Regions from separate parts of the Mus musculus genome. Here region 1 is linked to region 2. Evidence: chromatin contacts called from public Hi-C data. All regions are on one chromosome and are shown on one strand. The core of a region is the stretch at or near the end of the contact, and the rest is flanking DNA. Distances in the headings are between cores, read along the strand shown.

Region 1 (2,700 bases), core at 48-2,547, 61 kb after region 2:
AACAAGACCTGTTAGTACCTCTTGCTGGGACTGTCTTGCAGGCTCACTTTGGGATGCCATTCAACGTGGGATGCTGTAGACTGGACTTGAAGGGGAAGTGCAGTTTTGTTTATTTCATTAGAATTCCAGCCCTGTCTTCCTGCCACTCTGCTCGCATAAATGTCTCGGGCTGTTTGGGAATTTGTTACAGTTGGGCACATTTACTAGTTTAAACTCCCTGACTATGGGGGTTTGAATGAGAATGGCCCAACCCCATATGCTTGAATGTTTGGTCCCTAGTTACTGGGACTGTTTGGGAAGGATTAGGGGATGTGGCTCTGTTGGAAGAGGTGTTCCCTTATTGGAGAAGATATGTTACTATGAGTGGGCTTTGAGATTCCTAAAGCCCAGGCCAGTATCTCTATCTCTCTATCTCTCTCTCTCTCTCTCCCTCTCCCTCTCCCTCCCCCTCTCCCCCTCCCTCCCCCTCTCCCCCTCCCCCTCCCCCTCCCCCTCCCCCTCCCCCTCCTCCCTTCCCCTCCCCCTCCCCCTCCCCCTCTCTGCCTGCTCCCTGTGGATCAGGGTGTAAAGCTGTCAGCTACTGCTCCAGTGCCATGCCTGTCTGCTCCCTGCCATGATCATAATGGACTAAGCCTCTAAAGCTGTAAGCAAGCCCCAGTTAAATGATTTCCCTATAAGAACTGCCTTGGGCATAGTGTCCTCTCACAATAGAACAATAACTAAGACTCTGGCTAATGCAGTGTTGTTCCCATTCTGGCTGCACTTGACACATAGGAAGAGAAAGTGGGTGCGGTGTCCTAGCTGCTCTGTCTTCTTACTGTGGGGGCCTTATGTGTCCTGGGATGCATGTTTCTATTTCAGCAGTGTGTTTAAGCACTACCACTAAAGAACAGGAGGGAGCCATTTCTCTTACTTCTGACTCCATAAAGGTAGTTTTATATAATAACTTAGTCTCTTATTATCCTGAAGAGACCAGGATTCATTTTGGGGTTAAAAACTAAACCTTTGTTTGAGAAGCAAGAGATTCCTGGAAAACCAGGTATAGAAATATGAACTCCCTTTCCACTGGACTCCAAATTATGTTTATAAGTAAGCTAACGAAAAGTTACTACCTGCAAAAGGGTTTTCTTCGATTGGGGGACTGGGCTTTAGTAGTCGAGAATTATTCCTAACTAGTGTGAAGATTAGAAGAACATGATGAAAACATGAATCCATCTTCCCTAGTCTCCACCAGCTTTCCTTGGCACCGGGTGTGGAATTTTGTCATTTTGTGGTATTTTGTGATTGTCAGTAGCCAAGAGCTACCCTGCCGTCAAATCTGTGCCTAGAACACTTAGAGCCAACTTCGTCAGAATAAACCCAGGGAGAGGCTGTGCTTTGACTGTTTACAAAACATTTCTGTGGCCAGATACTCCAGCGAAAAGTAGCCGTTCCGTAGGATTTTTCTAGCATTGCACATCAGGGTGCTATGCATCTTCCTGGGCATGGTCCAGTCCTTCTCCGGGAGCACTCATGTCCTTTGGATTACTTTGTTTGAGGCAGGATTTCACATATCTCAGGCTGGCCTTGAACTCTGTGTGACCAAGGATTTGAACTTTGGCTCTTCCTGTGTCTGCCCCTTGGGTACTGCGATTATAGGCGATGCCACTACACTCTGCATGTGGTACTGGACATAGAAGCCAGGGCTTTGTGCATGCTAGGGTGAGCTACACCTTCAACTCTTTATTATTTGTTTGTCTTTTGACACGTGGTCCCACTATGTAGCCCAAGTTGGCTTTGAGCTCAATATAGTCCAGGTTGTCTTTGAACCAGTGATAGTCCTCTTGCCTCAGCATTCTTAGTGCTGGTATTATAGGCCTGTACCGCTACTCTAGGCTGTTGTTTCTTTATACTCATTCTATGGTCAGGGTGATGATGAATTGTATAATAGGGGGAAAGAGAAAAACTGTCAGGCAGCATAGAACGTCCCTTGGTAATTCTAATGCTACAGGCAGGCTGACAAGGCTAAGAAAACGGTTCCCAAAGTTCATTGTCTTTAGCACTTGCTGTTGGGGGGCTTGCAGATCAGAGTCCCATGTACAGCAGTTGACAGGGTCTTCAGTATCAGTATTACAAAATAAAGAAGCAGTGTGTTGCTGTGTTTCTTTTTCTTCATTCAGCTATTGTGTATCGAGTAAGCATTTCTGATAAACACGTTTCTTTTGACTCTGTCTGCTGCTGATGTGTTCACCCATGGTCAGTTGCCTGCCCCGTTGCTGCAAAACTTGAAAATCAGTTCCGTTCACATTGAGGGAGAGGCCTTAGAAAAACATGTCTGTGCTCTTGTGAAGTAAACGAACGTTAAATTTCAGCTGGATTTAAAGAGAAGAGTGTCTTCGGGCTGAAGGGATGGTGCTGGTGTCAAAAGGACGTCAGTTCAAGTCCTAGTTCCCACATGTCAGCTCACACGGTCTGTAACTCAACTTCCAGAGATCTCATGCTCTCTCTGGAGTCCATGGAACCAGGCACTGAGGCACACAGGCATACATGTAGGCAAAACAGCCATACTCTTAAAACAAGGATCTTGTCTGCTTACATGGCACACCCACTGAGCCAATCTGCCAGCTCTCCTAGCTTTCTCTTCTAGACAGTATCTTATTATGGTGCTCAGCCTGGCTTGGCACTCTCTGTATAGCCTAGGCTGGCTCCAACCTCATCATC
Region 2 (2,700 bases), core at 35-2,534:
GCAGAGGCAGAGGCAGAGGCAGAGGCAGAGGCAGAGGCAGAGGCAGAGGCAGAGGCAGAGGCAGAGGCAGAGGCAGAGGCAGAGGCAGAGGCAGAGAGGCAGAGGCAGAGAGGCAGAGGCAGGTGGATCCCTTTGAGTTTGTGGCCAGTCTAAACCATATAGTGAGTTTCAGAACAGCCAGGGCTGTGTGGAGGGACCCAGTCTCAAAACAAGAAAGCAAGCAAACAAACAAACAAACAAAGTAACTACTAAATCAATCAAACAAACAAACAAATAAACAAATTAACTAACTAATAAAATAAATTACCTAATAAAACAAATAAAAAACACGAGAAAAAAAAATGTCCTTCTTGGAGTCATCTCTACCAGAATGGTTATATAAAATGAAAATCAGCAAAAAGGATGGCACTGAAATCTTTAAGTTGTGTGTCTCATTTTTCCTCCTTTGGTCAGGTCCAAAGGAAACTCAGAGTTAACTGCGGTGCTATTAGCATATCAAAGCACTGTCTCCACCTTGCAAGTACCTGCTAGCATCCTGGCTAGTCTCAGCTCTTCTCACCCCACCCTCCACCCTAAACTTCTTTACCCCTGCTTTCCTTCGCCCAGCTGCGTGTTCCTACAGGATCCTGACATTTTGGTCGTTCCTTCTCTTGGCTTTTAGCTCTCCGCGATCTTTATCTACGTCTTCTCTGTCTTCTCTTCTTCTCTTCCTCACCCCCACCCCATGTGCCACCTTCGCATGGCCTGGTTCAGTCTGTGGCTCATATTCAGTGTTCTACAAACTCTCCCTGTTCTAGACTCTTTCAGATGCCTCGGGCTATACTCCCGCTAGTATCTACAGTAAAAACCTCCTCAAACACGACTTGGAAAGGTCATGCCCGTATTTATTCACAGTTACCACGTAGTTTGGTCTACTGAAGAAAATAAAAACCTCATAGAGGCAAAAATGCATGTGACACTTGCTTTAAATTGCCCCTCCCCCCCTTTTTCCTATTATTTGAACTTATGTGGCATTTGTGTTTTGTCTTTTATGATCTATGTCCTTTATCTTTTTTTTCCCCCTTTAACCAACCTATTTACTCACAAATAAACACTGCCCCTTTTCTGCCCAGTACACATATATATCCCACACCTCTCTGGTGATTTTTCTTGTCTGTGGCCGGGTGAGAAGGCAGATAGTTGCTTCCCGTGCTGGTGCTCACCTCCATCACTCTCCACCAAGGGTAGCCCAGGGTCTGGGCCGAAGACTGGTTACCATGAGTCTTTACCAACTTAGAGCCTCGCGAGTTCCGCACCCTGCTGGCACCCGCTGGCTGCCCGCCTGCCTCGGAGCGCGCGCCCGAGCCCGTCCCCGCCGCTGGGAGCGGCTCTGATCGGCTGCGCCCTGCTTGAGCGGGCGCGGGAGGACGCGTCCGGGATCCCGGCGGGTGCGGGCGGGCAGCGGGGCGAGAGCGGTTCGGACCGTGGGTTTTCGAGTCACCAGAGCCGCCTGCCACTGCTCACTCGGCTGGAAAGTTCTACGGGCTCCATCGGGAGCGTCGTGAAGGCCGGGAAGGTAAGCTGAGAGCCGCGCGGGAGTGGCAGCCCAGCAACTTCGCAGGGCTGCCCGGACCGGGAACGGGGAAAGGCTCAGACCCCCGTTGCGCGTCCCCTCTGTGCGCGCCCTGGAGCCCGGTGCGCGCCGCGTGGCTTGCAGCTCCCCTAGGGATCGCGGGAGAGCGAGCGGTCCTCCCCCCAACGAAGCTGCCAGACCAGTGCTCCAGAACCTTCGCGGCGCCCTAGGCACCTGGTGCCCCAAGGAAAATATTTCGAGAGGAAAAGCAGATCCTGGGGCCCTGGCAGGTGTGCGTTTCACCATGGGCGAGTCATGCCCTGTAACACTTTCCTTTCCAAGACTAAGACCCCAACTGGGGTCTGTGCAGTTAGGGCGTGTGGTAGGTGCTGGGGTCAAAGGGCAGCTAGACTCTGACCTGCTTTCTGTACTTGGAGATCCCCTTGCCAGAGAAAGAACGACATTTATACACCCCACATGTCATCTCATCATCAAGATTGGTTTTAGCGGTTTAGTTTTGAGAGTCTGTATTGTAGGAAAGGATCAAAGACAGTGTCAAAATGCAGTACAAAGATCGAGGGGGAGAAATTTCAGCCAGGTAACATCTGGGGAAAGTGAAAAAGAAAAAAAGAAAAAGAAAAAAATACTAAAAGGATAAACATTTAATAAATTAATGGAAAGTAGGTTTAGAATCCCACTTTTAAAAGAAAATTGAATCAAAAATAACAAAATTACCCACCCTCCTGATGTTTCTGTTTCAATTTGCACGCTTGCAAAAGTGCAATTAAACTTAGTGACAGCCTTGGAAAAAGTATTATTGGTGCCTGTTGTTGTTGCCTTTTGTGACTATTTTGTTTCCCTGCTCATTTTTTAATTCTAAAATCTATTGCACGAAATATTTATTCTAAGCTAGTACAGTAATTAGGTGTTGTCCTTCATGGTAGAAAACAACAGCAACAGAGCTATAGACACAAACAAAAAAAATGGACCTCAGTTTCCCCATTTGCAAAAATAAAGGGATTAATTGGTTCCAGTTTCCAAATAACCCGAGGTTCTTCTGTCCTGGAAAATCTGTGTGTGGTCTTCAATAGTTTGAGATACTAAGCCAAACTGAAATCTAAAGCATTCTCTGTTGTCAAAACTTTATG

The links. A called contact is a pair of places that touch in the nucleus more often than the background predicts.
Region 1: a contact with region 2 is called in a Hi-C map of muscle stem cells, with 2.3 times the contacts expected there. The contact joins the enhancer-like site here to the promoter of Popdc3 in region 2. A contact is called at or near these places in 12 of 39 promoter capture datasets (HPC-7-derived erythroid cells, cranial neural crest, embryonic stem cells and 7 more), 11 of 484 Hi-C or Micro-C datasets (the C2C12 cell line, cardiomyocytes, cortical neurons and 6 more) and 2 of 9 other capture datasets (adipose tissue and pancreatic islet).

Annotation. Positions count from the first base shown.
Region 1 is chr10:45,348,889-45,351,588 of GRCm38.p6, forward strand. All of the region lies in intron 5 of Bves (blood vessel epicardial substance), which reads left to right. Among named protein-coding and RNA genes, the nearest start is that of Bves, 15 kb to the left of the region's middle. Within about 2 kb of position 1,298, at least 1 of the 459 cell types and tissues checked has an H3K27ac peak or open chromatin away from gene starts, as enhancers often do. A contact at or near this core is called in muscle stem cells, where this site is marked.
Region 2 is chr10:45,288,021-45,290,720 of GRCm38.p6, forward strand. It overlaps Popdc3 (popeye domain containing 3), which reads left to right and starts at 1,285. Exons shown (of 4, transcript NM_024286.1): 1 at 1,285-1,555. It overlaps Gm15934 (predicted gene 15934), which reads right to left and starts at 1,396. Exons shown (of 2, transcript NR_155869.1): 1 at 1,203-1,396.